2 separate regions of the Sus scrofa genome follow, and region 2 is linked to region 1. A link is a contact called in public promoter capture Hi-C data. All regions are on one chromosome and are shown on one strand. The core of a region is the stretch at or near the end of the contact, and the rest is flanking DNA. Distances in the headings are between cores, read along the strand shown. Region 1 holds the start of TRA2A (transformer 2 alpha homolog). Region 2 holds the start of MALSU1 (mitochondrial assembly of ribosomal large subunit protein 1).

The links. Promoter capture Hi-C pulls out the DNA fragments that hold promoters and counts their contacts.
Region 2: a promoter capture Hi-C map of fetal liver shows a contact between it and region 1, with 2.4 times the contacts expected there. The contact joins the promoter of MALSU1 here to the promoter of TRA2A in region 1. A contact is called at or near these places in 2 of 5 promoter capture datasets (fetal liver and liver), 1 of 47 Hi-C or Micro-C datasets (alveolar macrophages) and 2 of 2 datasets of contacts at active chromatin or transcription factors (alveolar macrophages and skeletal muscle).

Annotation. Positions count from the first base shown.
Region 1 is chr9:92,319,286-92,326,209 of Sscrofa11.1, forward strand. It overlaps TRA2A (transformer 2 alpha homolog), which reads right to left and starts at 4,300. Exons shown (of 8, transcript NM_001077223.1): 1 at 4,265-4,300. The coding sequence starts at 4,300.
Region 2 is chr9:92,084,861-92,091,784 of Sscrofa11.1, forward strand. MALSU1 (mitochondrial assembly of ribosomal large subunit protein 1) reads left to right here and starts at 3,549. Exons shown (of 4, transcript XM_021063453.1): 1 at 3,549-3,831; 2 at 5,046-5,224. The coding sequence starts at 3,576.

The sequences.
Region 1 (6,924 bases), core at 3,050-5,549:
GTTGCAGAGCTCCTTTAAAAAATCCCACTTTCTGCTTAGATTGAGCAAATTACTACCCCTCAGTGAGAGAATCTCGTATATAAAAATCTTCCCCCATTTCTGCTATTCTTTAACAAGCTATCTTAATACACACAAATTTAAATTCCAAATCAAAACAGCCAAATTTGTGTTTTGCTCTTTATTTTTATCATACGATTAATCATTTCATATATTAAGAGGGGAACACTGGGAGTCTGTTTTATAATATTCCAGGTATTCAAGAAGCCAGAACAAGCTCTGAATAAAGGAGGAAAGAATAAGGACTATCTTTCCTCTTTATCCTACAAAGCACAGACAATTGTGGAATTATAATAAGACCCTTACATGATAAAAAAAAAAAGTCTTTAACCTCTTTTAAAAACACCAATATAAATTTGTGGGCCATTGTGAAAGAAAAAAATTAGAAACAACTCATTCTTTTTATGAAGATGACATGCAAAACTCATAGTTCAAGTACCAACCTCACTGCCAGCTCCAAAAGACATTTCCTCTTAAGGTTCTGTTAACTTGATATACATGTCACAAACAAATTGCTCATGTTGGCCTATTTTAATGGCACTACTATTCTCCTGGATCCCTTGAAAATGTCTATTCAGTTTAGACCTAATTTTTCATAAGCTCCTACCTTAAATATTTCAAGTGTGCCCTGCTGATCTTCCTGTACCGGTCTCTGTTCTTTGCTAAAATTCACTATGCCATCCAAGAATTAAGAATCCATAGACAGCTCATTAGTGAATACTAGATTAAGTCCAAATTCCTAAAACTAAAATTCGAAATGCTTCAATACCTGACTAGTCAAATCTATCATGTCTCATTACTCTAGCAACCTCACTGTTCCACCCTTACAATGTTCATATTTCCCTAATCATAAGAGCCAATGTACTTTTTCCATACTAAAGCTTTCCCTTTCTCATAGGCACACAAAACTGCTTCAAATTCTTTATTAATTTTATCACATACCACTTCATCATATACTTACTTTTACCCAGATATGAGCTGTCAGTCATCTCAAATCAGACTCCAAGTTCTCTTTCCCTTAAGAACACCTGGCTTTTACTAAAAAGGCAGCAGATGCTCAAAAGTTTTACCTCGAGTAGAAGGCAATTTTGTTGGTTAACTGTCAGTGTTACTTACGACAAAATTTAGTCAATTATATTTTCTTTCCTAAAGGTCTTTTATTCTAGTCCTTTAAAATGCAAGAGATATTAATCTATAATGGAAAAGCAAGCTCCTGTAGCTGTTTTTAGCAAACTCCATAACTGCTCTGAGACACTGAAGTGCAGTGTACTCTTTTCAAAAAAGTAACCAAAAATATACAGCATAGTGTATGTATGAAATGAGCAACGGACTGGTACTTGTAAACAGTCCTATTTCTTCCATGTGTTTCCAGTCTCTAGAAAGTTATCCTCTAATTTTAAGAATCTTTTCAATAAGATAGAGTTAATATGCACTATTAATATTGACTCTGTACACTTAGCAAATGAAATCTGAATACTGACCCATCAATTTTAGTCAATTCTCTATTTCAGTCAAAAAGTTTGAGATACAACAACTACTTAAAACACTTCGGAAAGATCATCTGAAAACACTTTTTTGAGCCTCTCTGAAAGGTTATAACATTTACTATTTATTTATTTAGTTTAGGGCCACCCTCACAGCACATGGAAATTCCCAGGCTAGGGGTTGAATCAGAATTGCAGCTGCTGGCCCATGCCACAGTCACAGCAACGTGGGACCCAAGCAGTGTCTGAGACCTACACACAGCTTGTGGCAACGCTGGATCTTTAACCCACTGAGTAGGGCCAAGGATCAAATCCCGGTCCTCATGGATACTTGTCAGATTGGTTACCGCTAAGTCACAACAGGAACTCCGGTTATTACATTTAGGTACAAAAATACAACAAATGTATTCTATAAAACCTTTTTAAAAAAATTTAAATAAATTTTATTGGACTATAGTTGATTTAGAAAGTTGTGTGAATTTCAAGTGTACAGCACAGTAAATCAGTTAAACATATTTTATAAAATCTTTCTAAACTGCTGGTTTGTGGTTAGCAGATAAAAGATCACTGTAATTTAAAAACTAAAAGCATTGGTGAATATGAAATTGCCTTGAGAATCAAAAAAAGGTACACACTCAGAAAAGTTTCTAGCATTCTTCTAATTCTTCAACCAATTATGAATAAAGACAATTACCTCAACCTACAAAAAAGTAATATAAGTAACAGGTGAACCTATTCATTACTCAATTTGGTTCATTTCATACCTGGGTATCACGTGTGGGGAAAAATTTTTTCTATAACCACAAACGTTGTAAAAGGGGAGGAAAAAGAAGGCAAAAACTTTTTCTCTATTAAAAGAAATTAAGTGCCATGCATTTTAGGTTAAAATTGGGTGGGAACCTTACATGTATTACTTTCTTGGATGGGTAAGGTAACAATCATCAAGAACTTGCTCCTTCCTTAACCTGATGACTAAATAAAATTTTAAAAAAATAAAGGAAAACAAGGTCTCAGATAGTAGTCCTCTTCACTTCTCCACAAACCAAAACAAATACCAACTTCTCGAGATTATAGTGAAGTTAATTTAAGAGGCAGCAAAATTTCTTCCATAGCCACCTAACATTTTCAAAACAAGAAGCAGCTCACAACTATCCCCAAATATCATTACGTGATTTTTAAAAAGTTTTGTTGGGATAATCAATACCACCCATTCTAAAAAATTCAGTAAGCTCAACTATTCCTTTCTATCTATGACCCAGAAATATGACCTAGAGAAACCCAATCTTAAAGGCATTAAAGATAACTTTTTTTGGTTTCCAATCTCAAAAAGAACAAAAGCCTAAATCGACCCTCTGATTTAACTGTCTGGTTCCAGATGCTTATCTTATGAGTTTCTAAAAAAAGACAAAACTCATTCCATCCACACACCTTAAGTGTTTTTTGTTTTCTTTCTTTCTTTTTGCGTTTCCCCTAGTAACCAGAATACCAACACAAGAGCAGAAAAATGCTGCCTGAGGACTTTCTTTTCCGAGTCTTACACTAATTCACTTCCATCAATTTTCACTAAGAAAGTTACTTCGGAAATTTAACCCAATCATCGCTAAATGTTCAGTACATTTAAGCTGAAGATAACCTATCTTTGTGATGTTTATATTTACCGACCCAAAATAATGAAAAACTTTGATCCCTCTTTGCTGGAGGATGGGCTGAGAAGGGAAATGGGAGAGGGTCTGTACTTTGAAGGTATCCTTTTGAGCTGAGAGGATAGCATACACTATTGCAAAAATACTGAGCCATGAAATTTGTTCGGTTATGTAAGATTAAGACAAAAGATTCCCTCTTTTGCTTTTTACCGTCAAAACCTGTCAAGTAGTGGTCAGTGTTTAGACGAAAGGTCATAGGAAGAAAAAGCATTTGAAGTTGAGATATAGAGAAAGAAGAAAAAACCCAACATCAAGGAATCAGAAAAGGCATTATAGCATTTTCACATTCATTGTGCAGTGAAAGGAAAGCAGAAGGGACATTAAGGGAAAAAGGGCTCCTTGCGTAGTTTTCCCCTCACAGCTCTCGTCTTAAGAACGCTTAAGGGTCGGTGCGGTCGTTGACTAACCACTTCATTAGGCTCGTCCCACCTTCAACCTCAAGGCTTTCGCCTTTATAGACGCAACGCCGCCGGTTCCAACAGAGACGCGGCCGCTCACTGCAATAGAGAGCCAAGGAGACACAGGCCCCAGCTAGTCCCACGCCAGCTTCTCCCCGCCCGGACAGCAGCCCCGCGCACTTTCGATCCCGAGACCCTCTACGATGCTCGGGGTCGCCAGCAATGCCACCGCAGGAAGCACCTACCACTATCCGGTCGGAGGGGAACTCCCTGCCGTCTCCTCCCGCCCCACCGCGACGGGGACCCACATCTCGGAACAGAGATAAGGAAGCCTCGGGGTGGGGAAATGGGAGAACGCACCGCGGGGGGAAATCGGACACAGGAGTCCAGGTTATCAGTCAGTCTCCAAAAAGCGGGGTAAGGGGGTTAGCCGTGGTGTTTGGGGCAAGAGTGGAACCCAGAAGCCATCTTGGGATGTGAGGAAGCGACCGCGATGGCTCCAGAGGCTGCTCCCCGCGGGCCCCCACAAGGCTCCCCGCAACCACGCCCGACCGCGCTTGTCCCCGTGAAACCCCGAGCATCGGGCCGCCGCCGAAGACGGCTCCCGCGGCTTTGTACTCACTCTGCCCTCGAAGTTGTTCTCCTCTACATCACTCATGTCGGCCAGGCGCTCCCCAGAACTAAGTAAGAGACAAGTCTCGGCTTGAGGGCCGATGGACTAATCAACCCGCTGACTCGACTGTGGGGAGGAGGAAAGAGTCGGCAACAGCCGTCGCTCGACTCCACTCCCACTCGGTCGCAGGCTCCGGCAAAATGGCGCCCGCGCCGCCAGAAACCTTCTGGCTTCCCCGGTGCGCGACGTGAGGGGGCGGGGCTTCTCTGTGACGTCAAGAGGCCCCGCCCCCAGAGAGGCTTTACGGAGGACCCGCCTAGCAATACCGCCCCTGGAGCCCCGACCCTTAGCGCGTTGGACCAGAGGACCCCCCCAGACATCTAAACTTCAGACTCCTTTCTAACGCATCAGTACTTTTGAAGATTTTGAAGTCACCAGATGAACTTTTTTTGACCTTGTCGCATTTATATATTTTCCAAGAGAATTCTGATGGATCAGAAAATAGGGGAGTTCCCATCATAGCGCAGTGGAAACGAATCCGACTAGGAAGCATGAGGTTGCGGGTTTGATCCGTGGACTTGCTTAGCGGGTCAAGGATCCGGAGTTGCGGTGAGCCGTGGTGTTTGTCGCAGATGCCGCTCGGATTTGGCCGTGGCTGTGGCGTAGGCCTGAGGGTTACAGCTCGGATTAGATCCCTAGCCTGGGAACCTCCGTATGCCGAGGGTCTGGCCCTAGAAAGATAAGAAGACCAAAAAAAAAAAAAAAAAGAAATCGTCTGCATAATGAGTAGGCTTTTATTTGGGATCTTTTCAACACTCTTTTCTTCACCATTTGCCCTATATAATTCCATTACAGTGATACATGCATAAATTGGATTATAATGAAAAGTCACAGTTCTTTACCTCTCTGCTCCCTGCCTTCCTGAGAAAACTGTCAATTTTATTTTTTTAAATATTGCTTAGTTATCTACTACTATTTTTTGACTTATATATTTCCTTATATCGGCATAGCTAAGACCTCTGTCAGATCTAACCACTTGGTTCCCAATCATGGTAATTTCTGAAGTGACTTTGAGCTTTATTCATATCTTGCAATTTTAAAATGTTTCCTCTTAAAAATCTTTTTCCCATATATATTTTTATATATTTTTTAACATGTGGTATATGGAAGTTCCCAGGCCAGGGGTGGAATTGGAGCTGCTGCTGAGGTTACTCCACAGCAACAGCAACATCAGCAGCTGCTACCTAGACAGAATCCTTAACCCACCGAGTGAAGCCAGGGACCAAACTCACATCTGCACAGAGACAATGTGGGATCCTTAATCCACTGAGCCACATTAAGTACTCCCTTTTTCCCATAGTATTTTGTTTTGTTCACCCATGCATTTGAAAATTCCTGGGTCAGGAATGGAACCTCCGACAGCAGTGAGCTGAGCCATTGCAGTGACAGCCAGTGATCATTAATCCTCTAGGCCTCAAGGAAACTACCGTCATAACACTTTGGGATGAAAAAGTTGATGTGAACCTTCAACCACAGTTCTATGTTAGGAAAGGTAATTGAACATTTTCATGAAGATCACTGCCATTGGGCAAGATTTCTAGATTTGACTGTGTCTGCTATTAATAGAGCTAAACATTTATAACATCCACCTTTTAAAAAGATGATGAAATTTATAATGAGGGAATCAGGTAGATACTATTTGAACCTCCCAATAAATCTTAGCACCATTAAATGAGATAATCATACATGATATACTTGATGTGATATAATCAGAACTACACAGCACCTTCTGTAAGTATTCGTAATTCCTCCAAACTGAATATCACTCAGATATAATTAAGCATTAGAATATCAGATCTATACTCAGATCTAATTAAGCATTAGATCAAACAACAGTTTACAGGAAATGTAGGGAATAGAAAAATAAGTTTAGGAGTTTCCGTTGGAGCTCAAGAGTAACAAAACCAACTAGTATCCAGAAGGACTTGAGTTTGCTCTCTGACCTTGCTCAACAGGTTAAGGATTCCGAATTGCTGTGTGCTCTGGTGTGGGTGGCAGACGGATCCACATTGTGGTGGCTGTGGTGTAGGCTGGCGGCTGCTGTTCTAGCCTGGGCATTTCCATATGCCAGGGGTGAAGCCCTAAAAAAAAAAAAAAAAAAAAAAAAAGTTTTTTAAAAAACCCCACCAAAACACCAATAATGAATCAGTTTTCATAGGACAAGTAACCTAATTTCCCCCAACAAATTAAATAAATTTAACAACAAGAATGTAAGGGGAAAGTGGGCTATCAAAGACTAAAGAGTCGTAAGAAACATAATATGTACCTCATAGTCTTGATTCAAACCAACTGTTTTAAGACAGCAAAATTTGCATTAAGTCTGGGAATTTGATGATATTCAGGAATTAATATTATTTCGTGTGATAATGTGCTGGCTATAATTAAAGAGAAAAATCTTTACCATGAAATGACATATCTAGAATTTAAATTATTCCAAAAGAAAACTCAAATAAATATTGTGAATATGGGGAAGATATAAGTGTTAAAATTGGGTAATCAGTACATAACTATCCATAATGGAAGCAAAAGGGTTATCCTCTTAACTCTTTTGTGTGTTTGAAATTTTCCATGATAGCTTTTAAAAAAATATATTGCAAGAAACTACTTTT
Region 2 (6,924 bases), core at 2,299-4,798, 240 kb before region 1:
CACATTGTTCCCCCAGATTACTGGGTGCTGGCAGGCAGCCAGGCTACGATTCCTCCCACAGTCGACAGGAATTGGCAGGAACCTAAAGGCTACCAGACCTCCTTGCCCTCACTTTTACAATGAAGAGTGTACTTTCTTCTCACACTGATGCATGGAGGTGCAGTTTGCACACAAATGATCATTCTAAGTAGACTTGTAATTCACGACCTCCCCAAGGACCCTCACCAAGGTTTATTTATTTTTTTGCTTTTTAAAAATTAAAAAAAAAAAATTTAGGGCTGCACCTGTTGGCATCCGGAAGTTCCCAGGCTAGGGGTCAAATTGGAGCCACAGCCATGGCAATGCCAGATGCAAGCCACGTCTGCGACCTACACCACAGCTCAAGGAAATGCCGGCTCCTTAACCCTCTGAGCGGGGCCAGGGATGGAACCCGCAACTTCATGGATACTAGTTAGGTTTGTTACCACTGAGCCACAAAGGGAACTCCATCACCAAGGTTTAAACCAACCAACATTCCAGTGCCAGGTGCTGGGCTAGGGTGGGGGAGGGAAAGGTGTGTTGTCTCTGCTTCCCAGGAGCTTCCAGACAGAAGGAGAGATGATGATTAGAGTAAATGTCACCAGTATTATATATTTGTATTTGAAAGTCCAAAATGCTGTGGGGTTTCATCAGCAATTCTGTAGGAGTTGGAGAAGGCTCTGAAAAGAGGTAATATTTCAACAGACCTGGGTCTTGAGGAAGAAGAGGAGAATGGGTACAGAGCCCTACATAGTCCAACTTCAGGGGACCCCTTTCAGATTGGACTTGAGGGAATGACAACCCCTAAAGCTATGCACTTTGAAGGGACTGTGGGGTGACATTCCAGGTGAGGTGAATGCCATGGTGAGGGCATCAACCCTGTGAGAAATCAATAGCTTTTTACTTCCAGGTGTTCCCCAGACTGTGACACATTTTGTCCCAGAGTTGGACAAAGATCAACCTCCTGAATAAAGTGTAATGAGATATGCAATTGTTAAACTGTCCCTGCTTCAGGCCAGCATCTAATCCAGAGCTGTCACCACTTCCTCTGGGCTCTCCTTAGACCCATTCTGCAGAAGCAGAACCTCTGGGGTTCCTGTTGTGGCTCAGTGAAAACGAATCTGACTAGTATCCATGAGGACATAGGTTCAATTCCTGACCTCGCTCAGTGGATTAAAGATCCAGTGTTGCTGGGAGCTCTGGTGTGGATCATAGAGAGGGCTCGGATCCCATGTTTCTATGGCTGTGCTGTAGGCCTGCAGCTGCAGCTCCATTCTAACTCAAGCCTAGGAACTTCCATATGCTGCAGAAGCGGAAGACCTATCCAAAGTCCCTCCTACTCCCTCTGGGATGCTTCTTTGTCCCCCACAGTCTGCAGTCTCCCTCTGCAGCAAGTTCCTGAGTCTAACTTTGAACATATGTTTGTTCTTGGTGGTCTATCTTTTTTTTTTTTTTTTGGCTAGGCTTTATCAGAATTGTGGGTTCAAGGCATTTCCCTCCTCATGATGCCTATTTATAAACAAACGATATACCAATTTCCATATGATTACTACACACAAAGCACTGTGGTGTGTAATTTGTATTTTTCTTTTTTTCTTTTTCAACCACTCCTTCAGCATATGGAAGTCCCCAGGACAGGGATCAAATCCAAGCTACAGCCACCACCTATGCCACAGCTGGCACAATGTTGGATCCTTAACCCACTGTGCAACAGTGAGAACTCCTATATTTATTATTTTATTTCATGTTTCAAGACAACTCTATAAGAAAACATTATAATTCCCATTTTACAGGTAGGAAGCTCTTAAAGTCTCAGGAAGATTAAGTAACTTTAATTGTACACTGCTAGTAAACAGAAGAGCTGGAAATAAATCTAAGTCTTTTCCCGTAGGTTCTCATCCTTTCAAACATGGTAAATGTGGTAAAGACATTTATGAACAAAGGGATGAAGTGTTTCTGAAGGACCACCCGAGAGAGTCAGGGGACATATCTTCATGTTTAAGGTAGGTCTTACAGAGTGAGTCTAAGTTTGTCAGGTGTAAAGATGGAAGAAGGGCATTCTAGAAAAAAATGAAGTGGAATATTATGTGCAAAGCTCAGCATAGAAAGGTTATGGTGTGTTTGGAAAACAGCAAAAAGCAGATAAGGCTAAAATAATTCTAGCTGTCAGCATGGAGGATAGAAAGAGTAAAGATGGATTGGTGACAATAGAGACAGGTGGGAGGCTATCTCAGCAATTAGCCAACCGCTACTGAGGGCTCAGACCAAGAAGGTTAGTGGGAATGAAGACAATAAGTTGGATTCAAAAAATATTTCAGAGGTAGCATAAGCAGCATTTGATGATGGAATAGTTGTTTCAGGGAAATTATGCAGTGAATTTGGGGGACAATGACCCATTAAACGAGACAGCAAATACAAGTGGTAAAGCAGGTTTGGGATGCTCAGATAAAAGAGTGGAAACACACCTAATGCAAATGCTGGGGGAAGCATGTTCATACCCATGCCTATGGGGAAATGGAAGTAAAGAGGATGAAACAACTTTCTAGCACTTTATTCTTCCTGTTTTCAAAAATAACTTGAGACAACTGTCAATATTTGTGGTGGTGCACACAGTTGCTTATATTAGTTTCTGTAGTTTTTAATTTTAAAAAGTAATGCTTGGAATTATTTCTTTAAAAGAAATAATGTATCAAGCCTCTGGAATACCCACTATGTGCTTGGAACTGTTCTAGGCATTTGAGATATTTGCCTTCTACTTGCCTCTTCCTTTCAGGAGTGATCCAGCTGGACTTTAGAAATAGGTGGTTCCATTTTGCCCCGAGGCCAGTGACTCTTCCTTCCTGGGTCTCTTTCACCTCTCAACTCCTATGATTCAATACTGTAAGGGCAACTCAGTATTCCTTATTCTCACCGAGGTGGGCCCCACAGTGCAGTTCATTGCCATAATTCCTTTCGGGGAGTGTACCTGAAGGGCTGACTTACTTAGAACGTTTTCCAAATGGTCTTTTACACCTCTGCCTCCTACCCAATCGTAGCCAAAAATAATTGATTTTCCTCATGGACTTTCAAATTTGCAAGGGAATCTCGGTAACATTTTTGGTAATGGGGTAATCCTAATTCCTTACTAACCAAGAGCAGCAATTTCTGTACTTTAAGCTTTACGCGCTGTGAGCGAACAGTTAAAAACAAAATAAAAATTTCTCCTTTCACGCAGTTTACATTCTAATGAACGGAGATGTCAAAAAAAACAACAAAAACAAACAATACAAGGACGACACAGTGCATCATTATTGTGCAGGGCAAAGTAAGGTGAGTAGTGAAATACGAGTCTCTTGACTCCTGAGAAACCGAATCTTAAGTAAATTCTTCCGGGTCTCTGACCTCCGCCCGCTTGGGTTTCATACTCCGCCCACTGCCCCACCTTCTGGCACTGGCCACACCCACGCTCATGACGTCTATTTTCCCGGCCCTGGCTCACTGACCTGGCCAATCGAAAGCCACAGACCCGCTAGAGCCCCCTTAAGCCCCGCCTGGTGAGTCGACGCACTTTGACGGCGATGTGGCCCGGCGGCAGCTTGGCGCGGCGGGTCGGGTCGCTTCTCTGGCGCCGGGCCCTTTACCCTGGAGCCTGGCCTGCGGTTAGCGTGGGGCCCCGGTTTCAGCAGCTGGCGGTGGGACAGCTTCCGGCGAGACCAGCGCTCGGCCATGCCTGCTCGGCCCCTGGCCGCAAGCGTGGCCTGCACGGGGTGCCGGGCCTGGAGGAGCGAATCCAGGGGACAGCCGGCGAGGGGCGCCCGGAGTCAGGCCCTGCAGGTACGGGCTAGGAGGAGGGAGCCGTGTTCCAGGCGAGGAGGCTCTGGTTTCCCTCTTTATGCGTTTCTTTTGGGTCACAAAACTACAGAGCAGAGCTGGAAGGGACTACAAAGGTTGTCGGCGCCACCTTTGCATTTTGCAGTGAGGCCAAGAGGTGAACTGAAGTCTCGCAAACCCCAGGCGCCCCCGGACCCTTGGCCACACAACGTAGCTGTTCTCATCCCCCTTTACATCCTTCCTAGGGTTCTGAGAAATGGACTTGTCGAGAGTATTGGGGCGTGAGGATTTTTAGGAAGAGCTAGGGGCTAGAGGCTGAGGGGTGCGTAAGAAGCGCTAAGATGGAGCTAATTTAAGATCCTGTAATTATTAGAAGTTTTTAGAAACTTGAGAGATGGTAAACGTATCACATCTGTGAAAGACCAGAGTATGAGAGGGAGAGATCTTGGTGGACTTAGCCCCTAGGTCTTTGGGAGTCAGCTTTAGAATTTAAGAGAGCTATAAATCCACAGGCTCTAATTCTCCAAGGTGAAAAACAGAATATCTAAATCTCTACAGAAAAAGAAAAAAAAAAAAAAAAAAGGTTTTCACCGTATCAGTTGTTACATAACCCAAATGGCATTGTAAGAAAAACTTAAGAGTTGAAAATGAGAATTGTTCTTAAAATTTTAACTCTCTGATCATTGATGGATTTGGGGCCACAAACGTACTCTGCTAGGTCTCAGTTTCTCTCTCAAATGAAGGTTATGGACCAGATACTACTACCTAAGAGCCCTTCCTGTTCACAGTTCTAGTTCTGTGACCCTTTATGGCTGAGATTCAATTTAAGATGCCCCAAGATACTACCACCTCCCCAAATTGTGCTCCTGTTTTTCTCTCTTTGTATAGCAGTTCTCTGCTTGAACTGTATACCTCATTTCATCAAGCACTAGAACGGAAAGCTGTTGTTGCTAATAGTTCTATTTGCATGTGCTAATAGGAAAGGATGTGTGGTGGCTGTCTGACCTGAGCACCCTTCCCATGAAAGTTGAGGGGTATTACAGGAGACCATAGCCCAGGTTCAGCTTCTAGGAGGCCTGGACCCTGCTGTTTTTCAAAACATATAAGACCCAGACATCCTCAAAGAGGAGCAGTTTCCCTGTGAGCTGCCTGCACCTCTGGATGCATTTAGTTTCTGTCTTGGCCACCTGACACAAGCAAATCTTTGTGCATTTCAGATCATACTGGTCCCAAGTTTGACATCGATATGCTGGTTTCACTTCTGAGGCAAGAAAATGCAAGAGACATTTGTGTGATCAAGGTTCCTCCAGAAATGAAATATACTGATTACTTTGTGATCTGTAGCGGAACTTCCACTCGGCACTTACATGCCATGGCCCACTACATTGTGAAAATGGTAGGATGCTTTCTTTTTTTTTGGAACCATTAACTTAATGGAATAGTGTTATTGCATCAGGCTGAAGAGAAACACTTAAAAACTAAACCTGTCACATGAGGTTATATAAAAATTCCCAGATTTCCAGAATTTGCACAAGTGTTTTATGCTCTTTGATAGTGAAAATTAGAGGAATGAATATCCATCTTTAGTGAGTCAGGATATTTCAAGTTCTTGTCTTTCATGGCCCCAAGGAAAAAAATAGTGAAAAAATAACTGGAGGCAGACCAGAAGACAGTATAAATAACCCAGAGGGAAATCTAGAGCAGAACTGTCCAGTGTGGCACCCACTAGCCCCATGCGGCTATTTAATTATATAAATTAAAATTTAAAATTCAGTTCTTCGGTTGTACTAGCCACATTTCAGGAGCATGGTGGCCATATGTGGCTAATGACCACCATACTGGACAGCACACATATAAAACATTTCCATAGTTGCAGAAAGTTCTATTGGATAGTGCTGGCCTAGAGTTTAGCTCAAATGTTTGCACATGTCCAGTGTTCCCAAGCACTGTGCTGGGTATTGAGAAGACAGAAATAGAAAAGATTTAGTTGCTCTCTGAATTCACACATCTACTGAAGGAGGGAGAAAGCAGTTCATTTTCCAACTAGATGAGATAGGAATAAGAATGAGGAAGAAAATGTACTTGGAAGCTGATTCTGATGCCACTCTAGAGGGTAACATACTTCTTTCACCAATTTTCTTTTTTGAAAATTGACCAGAGAGGGGCAGTTAAGACAAAAGAACAGGTGGGATTGCCTAGAGAAGGGTGGTAGAATAAGGGGTTTGAGAACAAAATTCTGATACAGCATAGAAGAACAAAGGAAGATTCAAAAGAAAGAGGGCTGGTTGGAGAGACAAAGGGAACTTAGAAGGCATGGAGAAGTTAGAAGACAGTATCACAGGGTCTCTGTCAAGTGTAATAGTAGGACAGAGTAAGATGAAGACTTACAAGTGATCATTGGACGTGGGGTTTTAAAAAAAGAATGAGAGGTTTTTCAGAGAAGTTTCTGTGGAACAGCAAGAGGGAAGGAAATAGAAATTACTTTTTCAAAAACTTTAGATGAGAAGGGGGAAAATGCAAGGTCAGGAAAGATTTTTTAGTATTTTCTGTGGTAAAATATATATAACATAAAATTTAACATTGTAACCATTTTAGGTGTACAGTTAAGTGGCCTTAGTTACATTCACACTGTTGTGCAACCATTGCTACCATCCATCTCCAGAATGTTTTTCATTCTGCTTTCTGTCTCTAAGAATTTGACTATGCTAAGGACCTCCATGAGTGGAATCATACGCTATTTGTCCCTATGTGGCGGGCGTATTTCACTTAGCATAATGTTTTCAAGATTCATCATGTATCTTCTTTTTAAGGCTGAATATTTTAATATCTTGTTTACCCATTGATGGGCATTTGGATTGCTCCCACCTTTAGAGTACTGTGAATAATGCTGCTATAAACACGAGGGTAGAAATCGCTGTTCAGATCACTGCTTTTAATTTCAGAGGTAGCATTGCCATATCATGGTAATTCTCTGTTCAGTTTTTTGAAGAATGATATTCTTTTACCAAGTAGCTGCACCACTTTACATTCTCACCTGCAGTGCATAAGGGTTTCATTTTCTCCACATCTTTGCCACTTATTGTTTTCTGGTTTGTT